Regions from separate parts of the Mus musculus genome. Here region 2 is linked to region 1. Evidence: chromatin contacts called from public HiChIP or PLAC-seq data. All regions are on one chromosome and are shown on one strand. Each heading gives the region's core, a stretch centred on a gene start, on an enhancer-like site or on the middle of the called end of the contact. The rest is flanking DNA. Distances are from core to core; before and after follow the strand shown. Region 1 has its middle 24 kb from the start of Gm33987. Region 2 overlaps Abca4 (ATP-binding cassette, sub-family A (ABC1), member 4).

The links. HiChIP or PLAC-seq counts read pairs in DNA pulled down with a chosen protein or histone mark.
Region 2: a contact with region 1 is called in an HNF4G HiChIP or PLAC-seq map of pancreatic cancer cells. The contact joins two enhancer-like sites. A contact is called at or near these places in 2 of 15 datasets of contacts at CTCF or cohesin (both in the NIH/3T3 cell line), 10 of 484 Hi-C or Micro-C datasets (the 4T1 cell line, LSK cells, bone marrow-derived macrophages and 4 more), 8 of 115 datasets of contacts at active chromatin or transcription factors (a beta-TC-6 cell line, embryonic basal ganglia, embryonic stem cells and 4 more) and 4 of 9 other capture datasets (adipose tissue, embryonic stem cells, liver and 1 more).

Annotation. Positions count from the first base shown.
Region 1 is chr3:121,872,112-121,879,022 of GRCm38.p6, reverse strand. No RefSeq gene overlaps it. Among named protein-coding and RNA genes, the nearest start is that of Gm33987, 24 kb to the right of the region's middle. Within about 2 kb of position 4,277, at least 36 of the 459 cell types and tissues checked have an H3K27ac peak or open chromatin away from gene starts, as enhancers often do. A contact at or near this core is called in pancreatic cancer cells, where this site is marked.
Region 2 is chr3:122,159,552-122,166,462 of GRCm38.p6, reverse strand. Abca4 (ATP-binding cassette, sub-family A (ABC1), member 4) reads right to left here. Exons shown (of 50, transcript NM_007378.1): 41 at 4,042-4,162; 42 at 3,540-3,602; 43 at 2,569-2,675. Among named protein-coding and RNA genes, the nearest start is that of Gm40138, 37 kb to the right of the region's middle. Within about 2 kb of position 3,827, at least 5 of the 459 cell types and tissues checked have an H3K27ac peak or open chromatin away from gene starts, as enhancers often do. A contact at or near this core is called in pancreatic cancer cells, where this site is marked.

The DNA of each region.
Region 1 (6,911 bases), core at 3,028-5,527:
CAGTCTTAATGGAAAGACATGTAAACATCTCTGCTGTAACTTTTCGTCATTTTATGACATGAACTATTGTCTTGAAGTTGCTATGAACTTATGGAATGTAAAGATGCTTGAAAAACCATGTGAGTAATTATCTGAGAAAGTATAAGACCAAGAACAGGGTCTAGAGAGATGGCTCAGTGGTTAAGAGCCCTAACTGCTCTTCCAGAGGTCCTGAGTTCAAATCCCAGCAACCACATGGTGGCTCACAACCATCTGTAATGAGATCTGACACCCTCTTCTGGGGTGTTTGAAGATAGCTACAGTGTACTTACATATAATAAAGAAATAAATCTTAAAAAAAAAAAGACCAAGAACAACAATAAAACGATGGTGCCACTTCTTCAGCTTTATCCAGAATGTTTGCCTCTTCTCTTCTCTTCTCTTCTCTTCTCTTCTCCCCTCTCCCCTCTCCCCTCTCCCCTCTCCCCTGTTCTTCGGCTCATAAAGAGTTAAGGAACTCTAAGCCTTTCTCCTGGCTAGCTAGTGCTGAGTAAAATAGAAAAGAACCAAAGTAAATTAAGTCTTAATTCCATGCCGCTGAACAGAAGAAGCCAATGGCTTTTGGCTTTAAAATAGCAAAGAGTTACAGACAAAAGAGTCGCCAAAGATAAAACATGTTTGGTACCAGTCACTGACTTCATACCCCCTGCTGCCCCCTCTCTCCCTCACTGCCTTCTTCCCTGACCCCACACCCCCTTGCTGCCCTTCCCTGACTCCATACTCCTTCGCTGTCCTCCTCCAGAGACCCTGGGATGCTGGTCTGGACACTGGCAGGCTATGTCATCACTCTGACAAGATATCTGAGAAAGCAAGGGAGACCAACAGAAATTCGCAGTTTCAGAGATTTCGGTCCATTTTTTCTGGCCCGTGTGTGAAAACAAAGACGATCATGGTGAGAAGCATGTGGTGGAGCAAAGCAAGGAGCTCCCATCACACAGCGGCAAAGCGTGGCAGGAAGGCACCAAGAACAGATGTCCTTCCAGAGCATGCATCCAGTGACCCATTTCCTCTATCCAGGCCATTACTGTCCAATAGCGTATTCGATATGAGCTTATCTAAGGACTAACCAACAGATGACGTTACTGCTTTCATGATCCAATCACCTCTTAATAACCCATGAACCTATGGAACCGCTTATAACAGAACCACAATAGAGCCATTAGTACTCAGATAAGTCAATAAAGGAGTTCTCGCCTACATGAACTACGAGCTAACACATTTCTTTTGCTTTTAAGCTATCAAGTTGTATAATTTGTTACATAACATAGAAAAAACCAATACACCTGGGTATCAGAATCTATGATGCCAATTTAGGTTCTTTTTTTTAAGATTATTCAATACATATACACATACATACACACATACATACATGCATGGATATACCACATACAAACACACATGTGCAAATATATGTATATATATTGATCATTCCTGAGAGTGATTGAGTGGGGTAAATTATTAGAGATTGTTTAACCCTACTTTTAAAAAATATTTATTTTATTTATATGAGTACATTGTCATTGTCTTCAGACACACCAGAAAAGGATATCAGATCCCATTACAGATGGTTGTAAGCCACCATGTGGTTGCTGGGAATTGAACTCAGGACCTCTGCAAGAGCAGTCAGTGCTCTCTTAACCACTGAGTCATCTTTCTTGCCCCTGTTTACCCCTATTTTGAGTTATAATTAAATATAGCAAAATTATTCCCCAAATTGTATACTGATTATACTCTCATTAAAATATACCTGAGGGCTAGAGAGACAGCTCAGATGTTAAGAACACTGGCTGTTCTTAACAAAGGCACCAGGTTCAATTCTCAGAACCCATATGACAGCTCACAACTGTCTGTAATTCCAGTTCCAGAGGATCTGACACCCTTACACAGACATGCAGGCAGAACACCAATGCACATAAAATAAAATAAAATAAAATAAAATAAAATAAAATAAAATAAAATAAAATGTACTTGAGAGACAGAGGGACATTACTGACAAAACACATATTTAGCATATGGGCACCTTTGGGTTCAGTTCCCAGCAAAAAGAAAAGTAAAATTTGTATCGTTTGCTCAGTAATCTTGACAGTACTAAGCATTATAGATATTTTTTAAAGAATACTTAATTTATTTTTATTGTATGTACATTGGTCTTGTGATGCATATATGTCTGTATGAGGGCATTGGATATCCTGGAATGGGAGTTACCCACAATGTGAGATGCCATGTGTGTATTGGGGATTGAGGCCAGGGCCTTTGGAAGAGCATCCAGTGCTCTTAACCTTTGAGCCATCGCTCCAGTCCAGCATTATATATCTCCATTATTTCCCAACTTGGAAAAAAAAAGGGCAGACAACATGTCTTATTTACTCCATGCTGAGCATGGCCATCGGGCTTCCTGTACCTTTTTTCATTGGATCCTTGTGTCAGAACACAGTCCAAGAACGGAGTCATGAGAGAAGTCTGAGTGTTTGTGATAAAACTTCAAAAACTACAGAATTGTTCTTGGGCTCTGCTTTCATGGCCCTCCCAAGTGTAGCAGGTGGGACTGAGCTTACCTCTGACTACTCACTACAGTTAGCTATTGTTGTTTGTTTATATGTAAGGAAGGCCACAGTGTTTTGTTGTTGTTTTGTTTTGTTTGTTTTGTTTTACCGTGTACAGCTTGTCCTTGTGACTGCATACTTTACTCATGTGGCTCTTCCTCAGAGTATAAATTGTCTGATGCTCTAAATAAAGCTGGCTATTGCATGAGACTTTAATCTGCCTTATTTTTAGGCTCCACTTTTTCAAGTCCAACTACCAATTGTGTGGTAAACAATGCAGTATTATTATTATTATCCTATTTTACAGATGATGATGTGACCAGCCTTTTCCGAAATGAAGATGTTCTAGAGACTTGGATCCTGCTATCTGCTTGTCAGACCATTTAAACACTGGCTCCTGAGAAGTAGAAATTCCCTAGGACCTTCATGCTGAGAGAAGAAAAAGATCCCTGCCAGAGTGGGGCAACTTGTTTCCTAGGAAAGAGATTTACAACTTGTTAGACTACCTTATGGGGTGAGACTGAAGCCCAGACATTGGTGGGTCAGTGGTGCACGGGATCACACATTTACTTGGACTGCTTAGATGTGCATAGTTCAGCCCTCTATTAAATTCCAACCTCACTTCAGGACTTTAGGGGAAGGTGGTCATTGCATCTCTTTGTCCTTCTCCCCAATGTGACCACATTGAATAGTTCTTTTTCTTCTTTTATCTATTAACTCGGTTGTTTTAATTGGTTGTTCAAGGACAGGTGATCAAACTTGGCTTCTTGGGGTTCATTCACACTGTGACCTAAAGTTTGGTAACAATGGGAGCAAGACTTGACCCAGATCTCCAGATAATCATGTAATGGAACAGGTAGACTCAAGTCTCCTTTACCCAGGCAGGTCCTTAAATCCAGGACTCAATTTAGAATTTCAGCTTTAATGAACTCAAGAAATGGAGTCAGTCCTGGTGGCCATCAGACCTATTGGCATCCACTCCTCTGTGATTCACACATTCAGGTTCTTTTCCCTGGCGTTGGCATACATTCTGATTGTATTTCATAGGCACTCCTTTCTCCACCTAACTCTCGCCCTGCCAGTGTGATCTCTGTGTGCTTCAACAACCTGGCATTCATGTCCTTTGGCTCCAACTAGGGTTCAACCAGGGGAAAGTTTGGCAGAGATTAGAGAGGGAAGGAAAGTTCAAAGTATTTGTTGCCCCAAGTTACTCCCTGTGTAACTGACTGCCTATGACAGGTTTTCTTTAGAATGACGTCTATTGCTCTCCTGACCAAACCCGATCAGAGTCCCTGCAGCCTCTTCTCTAATTGTTGTTTTAGGGCTAGAAGTTGTAATCTGAGATACACATATCCCCAGATAATTGAATTATACCTTTCATTTTCCTTAAATCACACATGTTCAACCAACCCCTTTATACATAGACCCTCTTTAGTATATTCTACTTGGAGGTAAACTATCTTTTTTTTCGTTATCATTTATCATTATTATTTACTGGCTTACAAGTATTGCTTCCATATTGGAGTTGTATCCTTTTGTTAATCAGTTGTGGGGACATTTCCCCAGCTTAGTGAGCTTTATGTAATAGAGATTTGGCAGTGTGCCCTCTATGTGCTGACTCAAGACCACACTCTGGAAAATGTGGCCTTGATCTTTGACACACATATGGCAATTGCCTCTTCCATCCTGCTTGGGGTGGAGTGAGGTGTCTGGCTGTGATCCATTTGTGGTTCAAATACCAGCTCCTCCCCAGAGGTCATAGTTCTCTTTCAGGATATGGAAAGATTTTGTCTTGTGTTCCTGAGTGGTCTTTCAGGAGCTGTTTTTCAATATTAATTGTGTCTTCCTTGGCCTCTCATTCTTCTGTGGACCTCAGATAGTGTCATTGCTGCTATGTGCTAGAATTCTAGGCATCGTCCCTTCCTCTTAGAGGCACCTCTACTGGGAAGTGGAAATGACAATGTGGTGAAAACCACAGTTTATTTATCACACATAATGGTTTTGCTTCAAAATGCCGTGACTTTTCCAGAAGTGCACTGAGGACTTTATTTCATGGTAAAACCTCATAGAGATATTATTATTATTATTATTATTATTATTATTATTATTATTATTATTTAGTTGTATCTGTACAATAGGTATGTGCTTGATGCCCACAGAGGCCAGATGAGGGCATCAGTTTTTCTGAACTGGAATTACAGATGGTTGTTGGCTTTCATATGAGTGCTGGGAATTGAACTCTGGTCCTCTGGAAGAACAGCCAATGTTCTTAACTGCTGAGCCATCTCTCCAGCCTTACCCTTATAATTAATATTGTCCCTGTCCTTAGATCTTAGGAGTTTCTTCTAACCTTCTTATAACTTCTGTACTATGGATTAATCTTCTTGCCTGTCCACAAGGATCCGTCTCTCCCTAAATTGTTTTTTTTTAATCTTAAATACTAGAATATTGAACATTAAAGAGGGAGCCTACTTGTAGGAATAGTGTTCCTATTGCCTTATGTCTCTGAACTGCCTGATGGAGCGATCAGCACTGCAGGTTCAATGGAGGTAGTCAGGGTGGGCAGATGCCCAGCTTCCTTGGAGCTCTCTGACCTACTGCAGGTCAGTCTTCGTGCTCCATTGATCAAGAATATTCTTTTTTTTTCCCTTAACCTCCTGCTTTCAAACCTTGTCACCTCAGGCCTCAGAATGAGAAGTGTGTTCTAAATAGACACTTGTTTAACCATACTCTGCATAGTGGGTTTCACCCAATCAGGCTTAGAACTACAACATCTCCTTACTCTAATGGAGAATTGGGGAGGAAGCACTGGTTTTGTGCCTTTGGGAAAGGAAGGATGAAGGGGATCCAAAAGGACTGATACATTTTTACTTCCTACCCTGAACTTTCAGATTTTGAGTTGCAGATGTACAGCAGGCATAAGACAGGATGGGAGATGTTTGGACCTTGGAAGTGCACCATTAAAGGAATGTTAGAAAGAATGGCATACAACGTGAATTTCTCTTCCCCCTCCCCCTCCCCTGTTTTACTTCTCCTCCTCTCCCTCCTCCTCTCACTCTTCCTCTCCCTCCTCCTTCCATTCTTCCTTCCTCTTCTCCCCACAACTTCCAATGGAATCTTGCTATAAAGTCCAAACTGGCCTCATACTCATGAAGGTTATTGCCTCTTTTGAAATGAAGACATGTTTTTCTTCGGCCTGGAAATCTGTCATTTACAAACATAAGCATGGCATCTAGCTATTAAAGAGGGAAGGGGTCAAAAAAATATGAGTCTGTGACATACTGTTGAAGGGAGACAGCTGTGGTTATGGCATGCACATGTTTCTCTCGTATGTGTGTATGTATGTGCGCATGCATGCATGTCTGTCCGTCTGTCTGTCTGTGCTCTGTATATATTCAAAGATGCTGGTTCCATTTAGCTGGGTTAAAAGACTTACTGAGACATGACTAGTTGGAGAGGGGGAAAGACTGTGTTGCTGAAAGGGTGTGTGTCATGGAATAAAACTTCAAACAACCTGGGGAAACATTTGTGGGTAGTCTGTGGACATTCTGGGAATGGAAAGCGACTGTCAATGACCAAGACAAACTGGTACAGAAACAGGGAAACTCCCCAAGGGGATTATGCAAAAGTTTTAAAAATACCTTAGCCTAAGAGAGGCCCTTTATCACAGGGACTGCACAGAGGAAGTGCATTTTAAAAAATCATCTGCATTTAGCTATAATTGATAAGTAGTAGCGTCACCTATGAGACCAAGGAGTTATTGCTTAATGCATACATGATTTCTGTTTGATATGATGGAAGGGTTTTAGATAAATGTGTTGGTTACACAACAGTCTTAGTATAATTAATGCTACTTACACATATACTTAGTTAAAATGGCCCTTATGCCCTCTGTGTATAAGTTTACCCCAATAAAATCCATCAGTTAATTAAAACATGAAAAACTGTCAACTCCCCAAAGTTTTCTTGCAATCATGAGAAGTCAATCCCATTCCCTCAGACCTGGAAAAAACCCGACCTATTTCTTTGTCACTATAATTTATCATTTTCCAGATTCCATATAAATATGATCATAAATTATTTAAGTCTTTTATGTCTGGCCTTTTAAGCGTATAATGTCTTTTAAATTAATCCATGTCACTGTGTGAACCAGTCTCTTATGACAGCCACTGTTATTAACTGTTGCTTTAAGGATATTTGTATGACAAAGAACTCCAAAGGACAGACCTGATGCCTCTCAGTAGAGTAAGTATACACGCTGGCTTGCTGTCTATGATGAAAGGTTTTAGTCAGCTAAGCTCAGGGTTTTTCTCTTGTAACACTGTCCAT
Region 2 (6,911 bases), core at 2,578-5,077, 290 kb before region 1:
CTTCTGAGTGTCACACAGCTAAGGTGACACTTGCCACGTGAGTGAGGAGTAGGTTGGATCTCCTGGCTTGAGGGCTTAGAAGCAAAGGTTTAGGAAGTGATCAATGGATCGTTCCTGGATCTTAATCCCTTCCAGACTTTGAGGGGTAGCTTGGAAAAGGTGATACCTCCCAGTGGAAGTCAACAACATCCTCTGTATTTATTCACAGACAGAGAGGGGTAATCAGATAACTACCCAGAGAAAGGAGTCTGGCAAGCGGCAGAATATGTTTCTGTCTTCTCCATCTGCTTAATCCCGTATCGATACTTTACTAGAAAATGTATTGACTGGAACAACAACAAAAACCTGTGCATAGAGCATGTTATCCAGTCACCTTTGTCTAACCACTTACAGATCAGAGCTTATTAATATAGGATAGCTATAACAGGACAGGACACAGCGAGTCCAGGCGCAGTTTCCCCCGCTGTGACAAAGGCCACTCCAGGTATAGGTAGGACAGTTGAAACTACTCAGGGAAGCAAGGAAGGAACCTTTCCAAATTATAGGAGTTATCTCACCTGTAAGCCCCAGTCTTTAAAACTTTGCTTTCTCTCTAAATTACAGCTCAGTTTTACCTCAGGATAGCAGGCTGTGTCTCATCTGTACTAAAACTGGTGTCGCCTAATAGCTTCCTATATCTGCCACTGAGCTCTCTCACCATAAGTCCTGTTGTTATCACTGTATTTGCTTGGTAGCAGATAGCTGGGTGGCAGATAAAGTGTACTCGGCCATGACCTGGCTCTATCTTTGTCAACGTGTTTGCTTCAGACCCACCACATATGGCCATGGAGGGCTGGAATCTCAGATTCACCTATCATCCCAGAGGTATGCTCCAGCCTCCCCCTGCTTGTTGGGCTGTGTTGAGCAGAGCTCTTGGGTAAAGGCAGAGGGTCTTAATCAAGCAGATGTTGGGGAGCCATCAGCAATGTCTGTCTCCACTAATAATAAGCCAGAATGGAGCGCTGTGAGGACACTGTGCATGGGTGCTGCTATTCAGGAACAGCCAGTAAAGAGACAGACCATTCTCTTCCCTGCCCTGGGGAGACAAGGGACGGTACCAGGAAACTTGGTACAGTTGAGTGGTTTCAGAGACCCGGCACCCACCTGGAATAGTAGGCAGCTCCCTGCTCCCTACTAGATTCCTGGCCTGGAACACATGCCACACTTCTCACATAGGAAATGTGACCTGTGGTCATGTAGCCAGAAACAGAGTTCTGTAGGATAATGAGGCCCTGAAGGTTTAGCCAATAAGCTTCCCTTCCCAGACATTCCTTCCAGCAAGAAGTATTTAATACCTGGTCCACCCTGAGCTGTTGGTATGTATCCTTTCTCCACAGTGAGCAGAACTGCAGTGAGAAGCAGGGAGAATGCCTTTGATGGCTGAGTCACCTGCAGAAGGCCTCTCTGTGCTCCCAGACAACCATCCTAAAGACTTTTGCTGATGAACTAAGCCAGAGTTTCCACTCCCCTGGCCCCGGGCTTGTCATCATAGCGCTCATCCCATGCCCCCCGCCCCCCAGCTCATTCCCAATTCCACACAACCTAGCGGGAGCCTGGATGTCCAGGAGTTTGTAGCCTCTGGTCCCGGCCTTGTCATGGGTTGTCGACACAACACACAACACTTTGTTCCCTTCTTCTCTGTGTGGCACCCCAGCTGTGACTGGATGCCTAGAAACCTGGGAACCCCAGCTTTGGCCTCCCACATCCTTGGCTGTTTTCCCACACCCTGAGAGATGTCTTGGCACTTTGATAAAGCCCAGCACCCAACAGTGGAGGCACAGGGTAAATGCAGTCTAGCAGAGCTGCCCAGCACCCCAGCGGTAGGGTGGAGCACGGACCCACATGCCCTACCGCACAGAGTAGAGATCTGCTTAAGCTCACATTATTATAGAGGCCAATAGCCACTCTCCAGAAGCCAAAAACACAGGCCAACTTTCTCTTTGCCAGCTTTCCTTGGTCTGATGGGAAAAAGGATTGGCATGCAAATGGCTAATGATGATGGGGGTCTCCTGAAGTCCCTTAGATGAGGACCTCCATTGAGAGAAACTCAACCCAGAGAAAGGATGTATCAACCTAGGAGCTCTTAGCCTGGGATCCAGAGGCTGCAGTGGGATCACAGATGCACCCCTGGGCTCAGTACATCCCTCAAAGCTTTGTAAGCTGTCAGGAGGGAGTGAAAGGGAGGGTGTGGAATATCCTTATAGAGGGAGAAGGTACAGTGTCCAGCAGTTGCTCAAAGGAGCCTATAGCCCAAAGAGATGAAGAACCACTGACTTAGTGTTTTCTAGAACTTTCTAGGAATTCATGCTAAGAGCACACTCCCAACCATTACATTTTAGTCTGGCTTTTCCAGTGTATCTATGTCTTGTGTGTTGTTGAATCACATTCTATGGGAGGCCCCCTTCTCTGCATAGATCTTTCTAGGTCTCGGAGTTATACTGGCATATGACACTGGATGGCTTTCCACATGCTAGGACAAGGACATGGCCTATGGGGGACACCGTACAACAGGAAGGGCAGAGCACTCACCTCTTGCCTGCCACAGTAGCATCCCCCGATGTCACTGTGGTGTCCCCAGTGAGCATCTTGAATGTGGTGGTTTTGCCTGCACCATTCACTCCCAGGAGGCCAAAGCACTAGGAGAAAACAGAGAACAGGTGTTGCCCTAGTGACCAAGGACATCTTCATTGCCAGACCCCAGGCCAGTGTGAGAGCTGGGATACTCATACCTGGGTGCCATTACTGAGATTATTGGTCATGTGTGGCTACCAACATGAAACACATCTAATCCTAACCAACATGGGCACTAAACGTGGAACACACTGGCTTTGAAGACTTACAACAAGGACAAAAAAGAAAAATGAAAAATATCTCAGTAATGTTTTTGCACTGGCTGGTTTTGTGTGTCAACTTGACACAGGCTAGAGTTATCACAGAGAAAGGAGCCTCCCTTAAGGAAATGCCTCCATGAGATCCAGCTATAAGGCATTTTCTCAATTAGTGATCAAGGGAGGCAGGGCCCACTGTGGTTGGTGCCATCCCTGGGCTGGTAGTCTTGGGTTCTATAAAAAAGCAAGCTGAGCAAGCCAGGGGAAGCAAGCCAGTAAGTGACATCCCTCCATGGCCTCTGCATCAGCTCCTGCTTCCTGATCTGCTTGAGTTCCAGTCCTGACTTCCTTGGTGATGAACAGCAGTATGGAAGTGTAAGCTGAATAAACCCTTTCCTCCCCAACTTGCTTCTTGGTCATGATGTTTTGTGCAGAAATAGAAACCCTGACTAAGAGAGCTGTACATTAACTACACATCAAAATTTTGTTTTAGATCTATTGTGTGAAATAAAAATAGTAAACTTAACCCCCCCACACACACACACCTTATCTACTAGAAAGTTTGACTTTCATTAGATTTCTACTGTCAAGCTCTGGTCAGAGGGAGAAGACTCATGGTGGAGGGCTGATTTTTCTCAAGAGCTATTTCATGTTAGTTAGTACGGTACCCACCTCTCCAGGTCGAACTCCAACACATAACCGATCTACTGCTGGACTGGAAGAGCCTGAGTAAACCTGTAAAATTCAAAGAGACTGGGTTCAAGACCAAGACAGGGGTAGAGCAGTGAGTGAATAGGGTAGGGCAGGGCAGAGGAGTGAGAGCAAAGGACAGCACAGAGTGACTTGGAAGAAAACCACAAACACCAGGAGGCTACACATTAACACAGCATTGGAAGAGGAGCCACGGCACAGAGAGGTGTGGAGGGTGAATCATGCCATGTGCAAACGGAACAGCAGAGAGCAGAGGCCAGGGCTCAGTTGGAGAACCTCTTCTGGAGACCCTGTGGTATCCACAATGAACAGCAGGGATAATGTCATGGGAAATAGGTGCTCCCAGGAGGCAAGTGACAATACAAAGACAGTATGGGGTTGTATGGGACAGCATGATGGTCCTGTGCCACCTGTGTGCTCGGCTTGTAATGCCAAGAAAATACCGCCCACACCTGCTCCTCACCTTGGTTAGTTCGTTTAGCTTTAAGATGTCGGTTTTATTTCCCCCACTCATAACTCTTTGTCTTTCTTCAGCCACATCGTCATCTTCATCAAAAACGGGCTCTCTAGCAGGCTCAGCGATCCTAGAGGAAGGGGCATGGGCAGGATTGTGCTGGGCGTGCAGTAACCGTCATGCCACCGTCCTTCTCGCCCAACTATCCTTCCCGTTCCCCCACATTTACTCCTCTGGACTTCTTTTCTCTAAGTCTAGTCTAAAAATGGTTCCTGTCAGGAGGGACACTAGGCAGGCAGGTCAAGTGCTTCTGTTGAAATCCTCTCTGTGCTGCCGTCCTGCCTCTTCATGCCTGACCTATGCTTGTCCCTGGATCTCTCTGAGCCTTGTTGTCTTCTTCAACCACATGAACGGGAGAGAAGGCTGTCTCAGGTTGTGTGAAGATGAACTCTGAGTCGTGCCTGAGGAAAGACTTGGGAGCCAGCTTTATATTATTAAAACCGTTGCTCTACGGCAAGTGAAATGTAGGTGAGTTATTAGCTACCAACCTTCCCTCTTTCTCCAGCCTTCCTTACCAATGCGATGACAAGATAGCTTTGGCATCTTATTAACACACGTTCCAAATCTTTCTTGGTCCAAGTCATAGGTTCCAAGTCTAACCTCTTCAAGCATCTCTGTCCTGCAGACAGATCCTCTATGCCTTTGCCATCTGTACTTTTTTTTTAAGTTACACTCACTCCTTTGCCAACCACTGGCACCTGACCCTGGTCCTTACACTATGCAGGCCATTCCCACCTGCTGGCCTCAGCATGTTCTCTTGCTCCTGCCCTGCCAAGAGAATCTTCCCCATCCTTCAAGGCACAGACCCTTCTCTGAAAATCTTTCTGACTACCTACATCTAGAATGTCCAGCCTTTTGGCACTGATACATGACATCATCATCTACAAGTGTGTTATGCTGTATCCTAGCTATCCTTGGATGCAAGAGGCCTACCGTAAGGTAGCCAGGCCCAGCCTAGGGCTCCAGTCTTTCCTTTCTTCCTTACTGACCTTGTCTGACATATTACTAAGTCTTGTCTAAAGCCCTTTCTACTCTATCATCTCCCAATGCCTCCATCTGTATCCAGGTCACTGTTGTCTCTTTGCACATCAGCATGGGCTCCTATCTCACCTCCCAGCATGGCAAGGTCATGTCACTGCCTTGGTTAAAATACCCCCAGGGATCTCATGTTGCTCTTGGGTCCCAAGTCATCAAGATGAGGAGTATTTCGTGACCCAACTCTGTGCCCCTCTGCACTCATCCCATACCACTTCATCTTCCTATTCCATGGCTCCCTAGAAGTCCTTCCATTCCGTATACCAGTCTTACTCGCTGGGGTTGCCATGTTTTTGTGCAGGCCATGCCTGGCACAGCCATGTCTAATGGGAACAGCAAAAGTCATAAAGCCAGCTCAGCTTCCTGACAAAGATCAGCAAAGCTGAGCTGATTAATGTGATCGCTGCCTTGCTGTATTCCACTTTAAACCATGATCTCCACGTGTTGCATGCTGGGGTGGAGGGCGCTAACATTTGTACAACTTGGGATATTGGGTTGATGAAAAACTTTTTTTTCTTGTTTGGTTTTTTCAAGACAAGGTTTCTCTGTGTAGCTCTGGCTGTCCTGGAACTCACTTTGTAGACCAGGCTGGCCTTGAACTCAGAAATCCACCTGCCTCTGCCTCCCAAGTGCTGGGATTAAAGGTGTGCGCCACCACTGCCCGGCTGATGAAAAACTTCTTATGAATCATTTAGACCTCCTCCCAGGAGAACTGCTTCTAAGCTTCCCTGGGAAAACCCTGAGCATATTATCTCTCCTGTCTTTATCAAGATATCCTTATCTGACCTTACTTGAAGGTCTTTATTACACCCTAAAGGTTATGACTCAAATAAAGATGTCAGAGATCCCCTTACAAGGCTCTAACTCCAAGATACTTTTGGAACATCTGCCCCTGTACTTAGGAACAAGATGATCAGGACACAGTAAACGTTAAAAGGTAAATAAGATTTGGTGGGCTAGAAAATTTGGCAGTAGATCAGGTTAAACTCAGGCAATTGTATGCCATTTAAGATTAGGGCCGTGTATGGTATGCCCCTTGAGGAAAAGATACAGCAACAAAGTTAGGTTGGCTGGAATTACCTCTGCCCTAGACAGGGGCTTATACTGATGGACAAAGAATAAGGAGGATAAATGATAAAAAAAAAATTAAGATCTCCCCTGCTTAGAAAAGTTAGCTCATGTTAGGCCATTGTGATATCATATGGCCAAGGAATAAAAGAATAGCAAGATTAGACACCTAAATAAATTCTAAAAAGATATTATGGCAGAAATTGAATAATAACTTCAGTGGCTTTGGCCTGAAGATTTTTATTGCGCCTAATGACAATTAATACTCTGACCATTAAGAGTTAGTAATACAGTGTGCTTGGTACATGATGATCTGCCCAAACTGGCTTGGAGATTTTCTGTCTATTGAAAACAGAAAATTCTTAAATATTGTGTTATGGAGTTGATGAGGGAAAATGATTGTAAACGATAACTCTGTTCTGTCACTGGTTATCAATGATGACTAGATGTATGACCAAGAGGAAGACATTAAACACATGTCCAGGGACAAAAACGATATGGTCTATGTTCTGGAATAAAATGAATCTATCCCTGCCTACTGAGTTCTGTATACATAAAGAAGCACTCTGACTGCTAGTTAGTCAGGCTTCAAGATCCTCCAGCCTTGGCTGACTCACCCCTCCCTAGAGGACTCCTTATCTCCACTGCAGGACCTAGCCATTGCTGGGGCTGGCTCCTAGCAAACATCTTCTACCAAAAGCATCCTTTCTTCCACC